2 separate regions of the Sus scrofa genome follow, and region 2 is linked to region 1. The links are chromatin contacts, called in public HiChIP or PLAC-seq maps. All regions are on one chromosome and are shown on one strand. The core of a region is the stretch at or near the end of the contact, and the rest is flanking DNA. Distances in the headings are between cores, read along the strand shown.

Evidence for each region. HiChIP or PLAC-seq counts read pairs in DNA pulled down with a chosen protein or histone mark.
Region 2: an H3K27ac HiChIP or PLAC-seq map of alveolar macrophages shows a contact between it and region 1. The contact joins the promoter of C3H7orf26 here to the promoter of ZNF316 in region 1. A contact is called at or near these places in 1 of 47 Hi-C or Micro-C datasets (embryonic fibroblasts) and 1 of 2 datasets of contacts at active chromatin or transcription factors (alveolar macrophages).

Annotation. Positions count from the first base shown.
Region 1 is chr3:4,565,501-4,572,678 of Sscrofa11.1, reverse strand. It overlaps ZNF316 (zinc finger protein 316), which reads left to right and starts at 3,086. Exons shown (of 8, transcript XM_021086071.1): 1 at 3,086-3,124; 2 at 3,888-4,018; 3 at 6,493-6,650; 4 at 6,861-7,178. The coding sequence starts at 6,889.
Region 2 is chr3:4,622,658-4,629,835 of Sscrofa11.1, reverse strand. C3H7orf26 reads left to right here and starts at 2,863. Exons shown (of 6, transcript XM_021086073.1): 1 at 2,863-3,151; 2 at 3,559-3,780. The coding sequence starts at 2,960. It overlaps ZDHHC4 (a long non-coding RNA gene), which reads left to right. Exons shown (of 8, transcript XR_002342216.1): 8 at 926-1,541.

The sequences.
Region 1 (7,178 bases), core at 1,837-4,336:
CCCTCAGTGCAACGGTATTAGGAGGTGGGGACTGTGGGATGCGATCAGGTCATGAGTGTGGCGCCCTCATGGCGGATATTAGTGTCCTTGCGAAAGGGACCCCCAGCGAGACCCCTCACCCCTTCCGCTCTGTGAGGACTCAGCAAGAAGGCTCCAGCTACGAACCAGGAAGAGGGTCCTCCCTAGCCACTGAATCTGCGGATGCCTTGATCTTGGACTTCCCAGCCTCCAGAATGGGAGGAATAAACGCTTGAGCCACCCAGTCTATCGAACTTCGTTATAGCAGACCCAAGGGATTAAGACTTCGGGAGTTCCTGTCGTGGCGCAGTGGTTAACGAATCTGACTAGGAACCAAGAGGTTGCGGGTTCGATCCCCGACTTTGCTCAGTGGGTTAAGGATCCGGCGTTGCCTTGAGCTGTGGCGTAGGTTGCAGACGCGGCTTGGATCCCACGTTGCTGTGGCTGTGGTGTAGGCTGGCAGCTACAGCTCCGATTCGACCCCTAGCCTGGAGCTGCCCCAGAAAAGGCAAAAAGACAAAAAAAAAAAAAAAAAAAAAAAAAAGACTTTGAAGCCGTGTCACTTTCTACCTGAGTTACCCTGCCACCCACCCATGTGGACCCCTGCTCGTCCCACCCCGCCATGGTCCATCCTGATAGATGATGACCCGCTACTGCCCGATGCCTCGGCTCACTGACTGCTGCCACTGGGCTCCCACTGAGATGAGAGGCTCCAGCCACAGGATGGTCCTGGCCCCTAGACTTGCCCAAGCTCCCCACCTGCAGGCTCCTGCTCAGGCCAGGTCTCCCCTGCCCCACTGCATCCCAGTCTCTGGCTACCTTTTGGGCTTGGCTGAAATGCCACCTGCCTCTTGAACGCATGAGACCTCACGGCTGCTCCCCTCAGCTTCGCACCTGAGGTCCTCACACTGGGACTTCAGGACTTGCCCTGCTCTGGGCAGGGGGCCCTGTACCCCTCACTGCCGTGTCCTCCCAGACCAGCCCAGGGGGAGGCCAGCCCCTCCCCCTGCTGCTTGCGCCCTGCCCAGCCCACCTCCATCAGCTCCTTTCTGTGCCCTGGAGGGAAGCAGCTGCTAACAGGTTTGTGCTGGTGGGGCCAAGAGGCGATGTCAAGTTCGGGTCTCATTGCTTTTTGTTGTTGTTGTTCTTGCTGCTTCCTGCTCTCTCGGGCTGCACAGGCTGGGGCAGGTCCTGTCCCTGGGACCCACCACCCACCACCACCTCTCTCCTTCTGTCTCAGAAGCAGCTGGATGGAGGGTGGACCAGCCCTGGTACAGACCCACTCACCTTCCCTTTTTCTCCAGGTGGCCTTGTATTCGCAGAGGTCTTGAGAGGGACTGGGTGCCTTCCTCTGACGGTCCTTGTGTTTCTTCTGGCCCATCAGCAGCCCCTTGCAGAGGCAGGCAATTGGCAGGACTGCGTCTCAGGCAGATCCCAGCCCATCATGTCAAAAGTGGTGGCAAGTTGGCAAGTCCCTTCTCCATTTCCAATCATCCACGACACTGAAGCATGATATCTTGTTTTCATTTACAGTTGTTATCAAAGGGTCCCCGTTGGTGCCAGGTGGGATTGTAATTTTTTTTTTTTTTAGAGCTGTATTCGTGGCATATGGAAGACCCCAGGCTAGGGGTGGAATTGGAGTACAGTTGTGGGCCCACACCACAGCCACAGCCACAGCCACATGAGATCTGAGCCACGTCTGTGACCTACACAGCAGCTCAGGGCAGTGCCAGATCCTTAATGCACTGAGGGAGGCGAAGGATCAAACCTGCATCTTCATGGACACCAGTCATGTTCATTTCCTCTGAGCCACAACAGGAACTCCAAGAAACCCTTCATTTTGTAGTGTTAATTATTAATTTTAAAACATTAAAAAACATCAGGGGCCATTGTGAGGGGTTAGATTGAGCTGGAGGGCATGCGGCAGGTGTTTTGAGTTGGGGAAGGCAAGGCTTGGGGCCAGGGCTGTACCCCTCTCTGGGCAGGTTTGAGTTCTCAGTGGGCCTGGAAGCTCACCAGCCAGGGGCTGAGGTTCTGAATGAGAGACACTGTTATTTCAGACAGGTGAGAACCCTCCCTGAGCCGACTGAGGTTGCTGCCCTGTCTTGAGGCTGGGGGACACTAGCGAAAATATAAAATAATGGTGCCTACGGGATAGTAGCTCACCATCAGACCCCAGCTGTGGATGCAGACAGGCTTTGGGGAGAGTATCCACCAAGTCCACTGACCTCACCTCACAGCTCCTCAGGTGGCCTCCATCCCTTCTGCCTCCCTCTGCGGGGACAACCCTCCCCTTCCCAGAGGCTGGCCTTCCCCATGGATCACTTGTCCCTCCAAGAAAAGCCTCCAGATCCGAGGCTCTATGGCATTCATCCAGCTACCCCGGCCCACCGCCTCCTCAGTCCTCATCCGTTCCGGGAATGCCCCCTCCACGTTCACCCAGGGTTGGCCCTGCGGGAGCTGTGGGCGTCCGGCCCACCTGCTCCAGCCTCACTGGCCCTTCATCTGCAGGGTGAGCCCCTGTCCAGCTCTAGGCCATGTGAGCCAGCGGGACACTTCCACGAGGCCCTGCATGGGGGTCACGGCCTCCCTCCACCATCGTGGGACCTGGGGAGGGTTCTGAGGCCTGGGCGGGCCCAGCGGGTCTGAAACCTACTAGTGCTCCCTCAATCATGGGTGAATGAAGAAGCCGGCCGGGTTTGGGGGGGCCAGCGCGCTCCAGCCTCGGGACCTCGCGGGGCTGGGCGGGGCCGGGGTCCCCAGAGGTGGGTTCGGGTCTTGGGGCGGCGCCAGGGCCCCCAGGGCTGGGGAAGAAGTGCGCACAAACGCAGGAACTCAGGGCCGGGGGCGCGGTCGCACATCAAACGCGGCCATTCCCCGCACGCACACCCCCTCGGGGACCGCGCTGGACCCCGCGTGACCGGAAGTGCCCCCCCGTGGGCACTGGCGGGGCGGAGCCCAGCGGCGGCACTTCCGGTGCCCACGCGCCGCCGCCGCGCAGCTTCGGGGCCGTCACTTTGTGTAGCGCGGGGTGCGCAGGCCCCGGCCGGGCCCGGGTGTCCGGCGGCGGCTCGGCGGCCGGCGCGCGCGGCGAGGGGGTGGCGCGGTGAGTGAGCGGCGGGGCCGGCGGGCGGCGGCGCGGGCGGCAGGTGCGGGCGGGCCCGGCGCGGGCGTGGGGCCGGGGGCGCGCCGCCCCTCGACGCCGGCGCGGGAGGCCGCGGCGAGCCGCGGGGCGGGCGGGGCCGGGGCCGGGGCCGGCGGGGCCGGAGCGGCGGGCTGGCCGGGCCTTAGGCGGCCGCGCCCACGCCCGGCGCGGCCCCTGCACCCCCTCCCCTGCCTGCGTGATGGGGGCGGGCTCCCACCCCGAGGGCCGGGCTAGGCGGGCAGCACGGAGGAGGCGGGCGGGGGAGGACACACACCCGCGACTCTGGGGAGGTGCCCGCGCCTCCGTTTAGGCCGGAGGGGCGGGGGTTGGGCTGGCGGCCGCCCCCGTGGACACACCCATCCAGGAGGGGCTGTCAAGGCCCTGGCCTCTGAGGGAGGCCGATGCCGCTGGAGGGATGGAGGTGGCTTGGCTTGGCACCCTCACGAGCTTGCTTAGTGACCTTGGGGGCCTTGTCTGGGTCCTCCCTCTGCAAATGGAGGTCCCGGTGGGCTGCTCCGTGGAGTCTCCTGCCGCCGGTAGGCGGGTTGAGGAACTTATTCCTCTGGTTGGATGGGGTCCGGGCTGCCCCATGTGGTTGCAGAGGTGGGAGAGGGGCTGGCCTTTGGGGGAGGCCCCAGTGGGCACGGGGAAGCGGAGGTGTGCCGGATCAGGCCTCTTAGCTGTGCTGTGTGGGGAGACCTTGGAACTTGGTTTGATTCAACAGGTGTTGGCAGGTCTGGGGAGCTGGCCAGCATGGTGAGGGGCTGCCCTGGAGCAGCCAGGATCGCCCTGTGGATACACCTGCAGGGGTAGCAAACCCATGAAAGTAGGGGAGCCCCGATCCGTGGGCAAACGGTGAGATCCGGGTAGTCAGGGAAGGAGGGTTCCTTGGAGGAGATGAAACTGTGGAAGGCCTTGGGCACTGGGTGTGGTCAGCGAGGCCCCAGAGGGGAGGAAGGGGCCTAGATACCTGTGCCACCCACACGTTTTTCCTACGTCTCTGTGAAGGTTACCTGGATACCAGACTTTAGCGAAGAGTTTCTGAAAGTATTCAGTGTGCCATTCTGCCCCTGTGGTCCTTCCTTCTCCCCAGGGAAGGCATGTCTTGTCCCCCCCCCCCCCACACACCCTGTTCTAAGTGTCTGCAGCACCATATCTTAGGGTGCAGCCCCACCCCTTTGGGATCTGAGTTGTTCTGCAGAGTTATGTTGCTGGGGGTTGCTTACCTGACTCTGTGGCCTCCTGAGCCGATGCCAGCAAGCGCGTTGCTGGTGGGCTGGCAGGCTAGAAAGAGACGAAAAGAGAGTGTGCGGGTTTGGGGGGCCTGCCCACCTCACACCTGGCCTGGGGAGGCAGAAGGAACCCAGCACCCATGTTACCGAAGCCTTTTCTTCAGAACCATTCTGTTCTGGATGCCGGGTCAGGGTGTCTGGCTGTGCCAGCCTCCGTCCCATCTGCGGAATGACGGCCACCTCCATGGCTGCTGGGTCTTTCCCTCCGCCAGTCACCAGCAGGTGCACCTCTTGGGAGAAGGGACCTCAGGTTGCAGCCTTTTTAGAGGCAGAGACTGTCCAGTGAGTTTCAGTCTGAAGGCTTCTCAGCAGCAGTAAGTTTCTTCCGGGACATGACAGTGGGGCCAAAATACTGAGTTTTGAAAATCTCATGTTTATCACATTGACCACAGACTATAGGTTAATTTCTTCAATAAATATTTGAGTGCTCGCTCTGTGTCGGGCACAGGGGGATTCAAAGATGAGCAAAGGGAACCTGTGACTTCCTGGAGTTGCCTGTGTACTTGGGGAGACACACAACAAGCCTTAGTATGTTAAAATGTGGGCGCTGAGAGGGCAGAGTCCAGGGAACTGTGTGTGTCATAGGAGCCGGGGGCTGCCCACAAAGGGTCAGTGAAGAAGCAGGGAAGGGTGCTGGGGGGCGGGAATGGCGTGTGCAAAGGTTCTGAGGCAGAAAGAGCACAGAGCGGCAAAGCCGTGGGTCCTCGGGTGCGGTGGCCTGGCCTGTGGAGCCTGCTCTGGGAGGAGGCAGGCAGGAGGCGGCTCTGCTGGGCTTGACCTGGCATCTGGGCTTTGCCTGGCATCTGGGCTCAGCCTGAATTGGCAGCCCGAGGCCTGAGTGAGAAAAGCCTCCCTCTGGGCCTGAGGTGGGCGGCAATTGGGACACCTCTGCTGAGCACTTTCGATGCCCCGACTGCTGGGCAGGGTTACGTCCTCCTGCAGGTGACTAAGGTGACACATGGCACGCATGTTTATACAGCTCAGGCACGTTCGCATGCCCAAATGGCTCTGGAGACCAGGGAAGTAGGCTCCGGGGGAGGCCGGACACTGGGTGGCCCTGCTAGATGTCGTTCTGTGACCTGTGTCTTTGGTTCAGTGAACTTGAATCTAGAATGGGGACAGAGGTGGCTTCTGGGCGCCAATGCTCCCCTGCCCCTGGACTTAGGCCCGGGTCTCTGGGAGGAGCTGCATGAATGCTCCCAGTTCCCTCACTGTTAAAGTGTGGATTTTAAAGCAGCAGCTCACAGTAGTTCAGAAAACGTACACTGCCTGCCTAACAGAAAGGGATGAGTTGTGGGGTTCTCGTAGGCGCCCTGCGGTCTGAACTGTTCTTCTTACTTTGGGCATCTTTCTGTGGGGGCCCCGTCCTGTTCTAGGGGCCCTGTGCCGGAGGCTGTCGTGTGTGAGCTGGGGTGGACCTTGTCGTGTGTGGCCTTCCTCTCAGGATCTTCCAGGTTCCTGCTCTCTTCCCAGGATTCCGGGGTCGCCGTATTAGCAGTGGGCTTGGCTCGCGTTGGAAGTGACCCCATTCAGGTCTGAGAGGCTGCTGGGGCCGTGCTGCTGTTGGATCTGTGCTGATGTTTGCACCAAAAAGGAGCCACAGAAACTGGCTTGTCCAAACCCATGGCTCTGGTCCTTGGGGCTCCACTGAGGCTGGTGAAGGATGTACAGCTGGGAGGGAGGAGTGGCCCCCGGGCCGCAGCCTCCTGTCCCTCTTGGATCCATAGCCCTGGGCTCTGCGCTGTGAGGCACTGTGGCTCTGTCTCCCCTGGGTGCCCGGGCTGAGCGGATGTGTCATCGATGTGAGAGTAGGATGATGGGCGCCCCTGGGCCTTCGGTGGTTCAACAGTCAGGATCCCCTGATCCCCAGACTCGAGGACATGTCACAGGGCTTCTCATCTCACCTTTGCTGGTCCAGCGATGAACCAGGTTGTCACGATCTGTGAAGCTTTTTCTAGATGCCCTGGATGGAGCGAGGGGTGAGCGGGGCGCAGGGGTTATGCCTGCTCAGGGTCTCTTCTCCTCTGCCTCCCGCAGGAAGGAGCCCGACCTGCTGGCCGGGCAGAGCGGGCCGCCCGGGCAGGGGGCCCTCGCTGTCCACTGCCTGCTGCGCTGCGCCGGCGTGCCTGGCCTCTCATGCTCAGACCTCGCCTCCCACGCTCCCTGCCACCAAGTTCATGCACGTTGAGAGCTGGGTGAGCATCTCCTCTGCCCGTTCATCAGGTGGGGCATTCCTCGCAGGCTCCCTGCACCCCTTTCAGCTAAACTCAGGCTGGGCCACCCTTGGACATGTCACCCGGGCTTGATGCGTCCCTGTCCTCGAGGCTAAAACCCGTGATCAGTCCCTAGCTTCCTCCAAGCGCTTGCCCGAGGCAGCTGGTCACCGTCGCCCGCCTGTGTTTCAGGCCAGGCTGAGGCTTTCTTCCGGAGACCATGGCGGCCCTTCCCACGACTCCAGACTCCCCTGCCGCCCAGCTGGAGAGGACGGAGGCTGGGTCGGAATGTGATCCCGAGCAGGACGGAGAAGAGGAGGAAGCGAAGGGGCAGGAGATGGAGGCGGCGATGGAGGAGGAGGCCGAGGACCTGGCCGAGGAGCTGGAGGCCGAGGGGGCGCGGGCAGGGCCGGCGGAGCAGGCGGAGCAGGATGACGACGTGGCGGAGGTGGTGGCAGAAGAGCGGAGTCCAGTGCTGGGGACCCAGGAGCGCCTTGGCCTGGGTCGGGG
Region 2 (7,178 bases), core at 1,614-4,113, 57 kb before region 1:
GGCGCAGTGGTTAACGAATCTGCCTAGGAACCATGAGGTTGCGGGTTCGATCCCTGGCCTTGCTCAGTGGTTTAAGGATCCGGCGTTGCTTTGAGCTGTGGTGTAGGTTGCAGATGCGGCTCTGATCCCATGTTGCTGTGGCTCTGGCGTAGGCCGGTGGCTACAGCTCTGATTCGACCCCTAGCCTAGGAACCTCCATATGCCGCGGGAAGCGGCCCTCGAAAAGGCAAAAAAAAAAAAAAAAAAAAATCAGTGCTACAGTGGGAGTTCCCATTGTGGTTAACGAACCCAACTAGTATCCATGAGGTTGTGGGTTCGATCCCTGGCCTCACTCAATGGGTTAAGGATCCAGAGTTGCCCTGAGCTGTGGTGTAGGTCGCAGATTGGGCTCGGCTCCTGTGTTGCTGTGGCCGTGGTGTAGGCTGGCAGCTACAGCTCTGATTGGACCCCTAGCCTGGGAACCTCCAAATGCCGTGGGTGTGGCCCTAAAGAGACAAAGCACACACACACACAAAATCAGTGCTACAGTGAATACCCCTGTCCCCATATTTCTGTGGTCAGATGGTTTTCAGAGAAAATGATCTCTTCTGTCCACCTGGAATTCATGTTAACGCTTGACCTAAGATCAACGTTTATTTCTCGGTTTACTCTGTAAACAGCTAACTGGCAGAGCACCGTCTCCTGAGTATGCTGCCTTTCCCATTTCCTTCTCCGTACATACTGCACTTATCCCACGTGAGACTCCTGTACGTAGTAGGATTTCTTGCTGGGCCGTTGATGGTTCTGACTTGCGGTCGCTGGGTCGGATGTGTACGGAGGTGGAGCTGGGGAGCAGATGTGTGGATCAGACCGTGGCGGGTGGGTGCTGGCCCTGCCGCGTGTCACAGCCTCGCTGCCTAACATGCTGCTTCCTCTTCGTCCCCAGTACCTGTTCCTGACCTTCCCGAGGATCGTCTTCCTTTTGGGCTTTGTCCTGGTGCTGAGCTTCCTCCTGGGGGGCTACCTGTGCTTTGCTCTCTACCTGGCTGCCACCAACCAGACCACTAACGAGTGGTACCGAGGCGACCGGGCCTGGTGCCAGCATTGCCCCCACGCGGCCCAGACCCCATCAGCAGAGCCCCGGGTTTACCGGAACGCGTACTGCCGTGGGCTTTGGAGCAACCTTCAGGAGATCTTTCTACCTGCTGCTGCACATTATGAAAGAAAGAAGAAATAAGAATGGGAAGAGTGGCGTTCCCTTCGTGGCTCAGTGGTTAACGAACCCAACTAACATCCCTGAGCTGGTGGGTTCGGTCCCTGGCCTCGCTCAGTGGGTTAAGGATCCGGCGTTGCCGTGAGCTGTGGTGTAGGTTGAAGACACGGCTCAGACCTGGCGTTGCTGTGACTGTGGTGTAGGCCGGTGGCTACAGCTCCGATTGGACCCCTAGCCTGCGAACTTCCATATGCCACAGGTGCGGCCCTGAAAAGTGGAAAAAAAAGGGGGGTGGGTGGGAGAGTGTTACTGCCTTTTAAATATAGTCTACATTATTTATACATATGTATGCTGACTTTCTAAGCATTGGTTTTTGGGTTTTTTTTTTTCTCGTTTCTGCTATACTTAGGAATCGGCTTTCAGTGGCTAAGGAGGGGAGGAGAAAACTAGTGTCCACTGAGGGCTCCATCCCTGCCAGGTGCCAGGCTGATAAATCCTGTGGCAGAAATGCCCCTTGCTTACCCTCTGCTCACTCAGCCAGATGGATAGGAGCATCCCTGAAGTCCTGGTGCCAAGGGGATCAACACTGGCTTCTCAGAGGTTCCAGCTGACCCTGGTCTGCTGGGCTCCTGGACAGGAGGAGCCTTAGGGCTGTGTCCCCTGACAGGCCGGAGGCCCTCAGTGCCTTGGAGGTGCTCTTGGCTGCACCCTCTTTGATGTCCTTTCCGTCTTTCCCAGGGAAAGGCCTCGGCTCCCCCCCACCCCTAGACTCTTTTTATCTTAACCACATCCAGCATCCTCACGTAGGCCCACCCTCAGGCCACAATGGGCTTTCACAGAAGGCATATTCCTGTGGCTTCTTGCTCGCCCTCCACTGGCCTCTTGCGGCCACATTCACGTAATTTCCGCCCTGTTTTTAAAATCCCATGCTAAGCATCCAGTGAATTGATTGCAGAGGATGAAGGCAGGAAGAGATTCATACAAAGTGCCGAGGGTTTTTAGGTTTTCCGGTCTTAGTCTTCAGGAGCAGGACACCTGATTCCCATGGCTCTCCCAGGCTAGGCCGGGCCTCTGGAGGGGACTGGGGAATAGCGACTCTGTGATAGGCTGCCTTATCTGTCACTGCAGCCCTGTGAGTTCAGAGGAGATGCAATCTTCACCTTTAAGACGAGTGGCTGAGGCCTGAGCCAGGGCCCTGCTGCCCATCCCTGTCCTTGGAAAAGCTCGCTGCAGTCACATGCTTTGAACCCCAGGCAGAGGAAGCCAGGGGAGCTTCGGGCGGCTCTTGCGGGAGTCGGGATCGATAAGACCCCGGGGCCCTCACTGGTGGGTGTGGCACCCCAGCTCGGCGGGGCGGCGCGGAACCCAGGCGCAGGGCGGCCCCTTCCGCGCCCGCGGGCCGCGCCGCCAGGTGGCGCCCTGCCGAGGGCGGGCCCTCGCCGCCGCCTTCGCTTGGCCCCTGCGGGCCGCCGTCGCCGCGCTCGGTCTTCCGCCGCCGTTCGGCTCAGCGGCGGCGGGTTCCCAGTGCTCTCGGTCGCGCCGCAGTCGCACCGCCGGGGCGCCCGCTGGCCGCCGGCGCCGGCGATGGCCCCCTGAGCAAGCCCGAGCGGGTGGCGGCGGGCGGGCGGGCGCCGCGGCCCAGGCACGGGGTCGGCGGGCGGAGTCCGGGTCGCGACCTCTTTGTCTCCGCAGCGGCGGGCGCGACCGCGGGGCCCGGGGCGGAAGTCCCGACGCGCTCCCGGCGCCCCGGGCCGCCGCGGCCGCACCATGAGCGACATCCGTCACTCGCTGCTGCGCCGCGACGCGCTCAGCGCCGCCAAGGAGGTGCTGTACCACCTGGACATCTACTTTAGCAGCCAGCTGCAGAGCGCGCCGCTGCCCATCGTGGACAAGGGCCCCGTGGAGCTGCTCGAGGAGTTCGTGTTCCAGGTGCCCAAGGAGCGCGGCGCGCAGCCCAAGGTGCGGCGGGCGGCCGGATCAGCAACCCCGGCTCCCTTTCCCCCTCCCGGTGACATGCATCGGCCAGACCACACACTCCCTTGCTCTCAGGGGCTCCGTTCTCGCGCTTGGCCTTGCTCCGTTTTGCGGGGCGTGTGACAGCCATGGCTCTTTGGTGTTGAAAGGAAGAGACTTTAAAGACCTGTTACGGAGAATCTTAAGCCGCAGTAGGTCATCTAAAAAACACCCCAGGATGATGCGTAATGACATAGAGTGACATTCTCTGAGATTAACAGTAGAGTTCCACTCCGGGGACCCGGGATTCAAAGAGGTGAACAATTCCCGGGGGAAAGTAGCGTATTTTGTGTTTTTACTGTGTGAACAGATTGGCTAAATGTGTCATCGCTTCTCCTGGATTTGTTTTGCAGAGATTGAATTCGCTTCAGGAGCTCCAACTTCTTGAAATCATGTGCAATTATTTCCAGGAGCAAACCAAGGATTCTGTCCGGCAGATTATCTTCTCATCCCTTTTCAGCCCCCAAGGGAACAAAGCCGATGACAACAGGATGAGCTTGTTGGGAAAACTGGTCTCCATGGCAGTGGCTGTGTGTCGAATCCCAGTGTTGGAGTGTGCAGCCTCTTGGCTCCAGGTACTTCTCTAGAAATAGAGTCTCTTCTCTTGAGGGTCTCTGAGGAGGGGTTTACTATCAGGATTTTTAACTTCATTGGATTTCTAGAGGGGCCATTTCCACATGTTAGCTCCTTGATTCACTGCCCTGTTTGCTGATACCCAGACCTATATTCACAGGTGAGCACCATACTTGGGAAAACAGTAGTTTCTTAATGGTAGGTGAATTTTAAAAGGCTCCATCTTCAGAACAAGTGACAAATTATTTTTCTTAGTTGAAAACAATAAGGTAGGATTTCGGAAACAGCTGTGCACGCAGCCTCAAAAAAAGGATTTTTTTTTTTAAGGATCATTATATGTCAGATTGTGACATTGCTTGTTTGTTTGTTTTGCTTTTAGCTTATAGGGCTGCAGCTGTGGCATATAGAAGTTCCCAGGCTAGGGGTCAAGTTCTCAGGCTAGGTTCCCAGGCTACTGCTGCCGGCCTACACCACAGCCACAGCAACTGGGGATTGGAGCTGCGTCTGCAACGTACACCACAGCTCATGGCAACCCTGGACCCCCAGTCCACTGAGCAGGCCAGGGATTGAACCCACGTCCTCAGGAGTCCTGTTGGGTTCGTTACTGCTGAGCCATGACGGGAACTCGTTTGCTTGTTTTTTATGGTTAGATGACTAAGCGTGTGAATTGTTTCAGGGTGCTATTAACAAAGCTGATGGCTCTTCTAATGGATGAGGGCATGAGAGCCTTCTACTGGCACCTTTTGCATCAACTATACTTTGATTAAAAAAAAAAAAAGAGCTTCTAGAGTGTTTTTAAATATCAAAGGAAAAATGGACTTTTATAGTAGATTTTGTATTAGATAGTTTTTTTGGAAGATGTTTTGCTTTTTCATTACTGAAAATCTTTGAAAAATGGATAATCCACTTACAGTAATTATTAACCGAAAATGTTGATTAATATCATCCTCAGCTAAGCTAACAGAATTTACTAATTCAGTTTCTCAGACCTGCTTCATTCCCAAGGACTTGAAATCATTTGGGTTTTTTCAGTTTATGTAAATGTTATTCGAGAGATCCCTCGTGGCTCAGCAGATGAACGACCTGCTATAGCGCAGGTTTGATCCCTGGCCCAGATACTATGTGCGGGCGTAGGCAAAAGAAATAAAAACATATATAGACATACACACACACACACACATATATATACATGTACCTATATATGTATATATATATTGTTTTTTGTAGTGGACAGGTAAATATCAGTAAAATCTGTGGCTTGATTGTCCCCATTCTGATTTCTGAGGCATCCGAATTGATCTTGTGGGCTGTATTTAACCTCAAGATTATTTTTCTCCCTGTGATACCCCTTACATGTAGAGTCTGAAACATGGCCCAGATAAACCAATTGACGAAACGGAAACAGACTTGCACACATAGAGAAGGGAACTTGTGGTTGCCAAGGGGTGGGAGGCAGGAGGGTGGGATGGCCGGGGAGTTGGGAGTTAGTGGATACAAACTAGACATTTAGAATGGATCAACAGTAAGGTCCCCCTGTGTAGCACAGGGGGTATATCCAGTCTCCTGGGAGAGACCGTGATGGAAAAGAATATTAAAAAAGGAATGTTTAAAAAAAAAAGCTTTTTTTTTTTTTTTTCCGTCTGAATCCAAAGCATATGGAGTTTGCCAGGCCAGGGATTGAATCCAAGCTGCAGCTGCAGCACCAGGTCCTTAACACACCACAGTGGAACCTCCCAAGAATTCCTTCTTGACTGTGTCGAGATAATGGTTTCGACAATTGAGCGTTCCCTCTTTGATGTCTAAATCTAATTTTTCCAACCAATAGTAATTCAAAATGATCAAGGGGGAGAAAAAGGTTACCTCTGTTCTTTAACAACCTCCTGAAGTCAAGTTTAGCATCTTGTAATTCATCATATAATTTTCCCTTTCTTTTTTAAACTTTAAACTTTTTTTTTTCTTTTTTTTTGTCTTTTTGCCTTTTCTAGGGCCGCTCCTGCGGCATATGGAGGTTCCCAGGCTAGGGGTGGAATCGGAGCTGTAGCCACAGGCCTATGCCAGAGCCACAGCAACGCGGAATCCGAGCCGCTTCTGCAACCTACACCACAGCTCATGGCAACGCTGGCTCCTTAACCCACTGAGCAAGGGCAGGGATCGAACCCGCAACCTCATGGTTCCTAGTCGGATTTGTTAACCACTGAGCCACGACGGGAACTCCAAACTTTAAACATTTTTAATTTAATTAATTTATTTATTTTTGGGGGCCGCCGTACCCAAGGCATGTGGAAGATCCCAGGCGAGGGGTTGAATCGGAGCCGTAGCCTCCGGCCTACACCACAGCTCATGACAGCTCTGGATCCTTAACCCACTGAGCGAGGCCGGGGATCGAACCTCGTGGGTGCTAGTCAGATTTGTTTCTGCTGAGCCACAGTGGGAACCTCTTCCCTTTCTTTCTTGGGATGCTGTTGTGCTGGCATTTTGGCAAAGTGAAAGCAGATGTGAACAGCGGGAAAGGAACTTGTGGTTTGGGTCAGGGTTTGCCCCACTGGGATCTGGAGCTGCAGCTTCCTCCTGAGAAAGGTGGTGGGGGGCTCCGGTCTGGTGCCTGAATGAACAGCCTGGCCTGATGCCCCCTTGCAGTTTCCCCTGCAGGCCATGCTGCAGCCCCGGAACTAGCCATCCTGAGCAGGTGTTAGGTGTGGCTGCAGAGTGCCATCTGAGCAGGAAGGGACAAGGAGAGGATGGGGTTGTAGGGATCAAAAGCATTAAGGGGAGTTCCCGCCGTGGCGCAGGGGTTAACGAATCCGACTAGGAACCAGGAGGTTGCGGGTTCGATCCCTTGCCTCCCTCAGTGGGTTGAGGATCCAGCATTGCTGTGAGCTGTGGTGTAGGTCGCAGACGTGGTGTAGGTCACAGACATGGCTTGGATCTGGCCTTGCCGTGGCTGTAGCTCCGATTAGACTCCTAGCCCAGAAACTGCCATATGTTGCAGGTGCAACCGTGAAAAGGAACAAAAGTACTAAGAGAGTCCATCCTGGGAGAAGATTGAGAGCCAAGTTGAGAAAGTACTGCTCTAGGTCTCATGATAATTCACAGACTCTCCTAAACCCCATCAAAGTGGTGCAGCAACTGTTAATTTTTACCTGTAGAGTCTTGCCGGCACCATTATGAAAGTTGTCTTTTCTTTGCTGGAATCCGGGAATGATTTTTCGCAAGTAAACTTCAAAGTAAAGGATCCTTGACCCACTGAACAAATCCAGGGGTCGAGCCCGCGTCCTCACGGACACTAGTCAGATTCGCTTCCGCTGAGCCGTGACGGGAACTCTTGGGGCCCTGTTTCCATAAACCTTTATTTATCAGGAGTTCCCATTGTGGCTCAGCGGGTTAAGAGACTGACATAGTG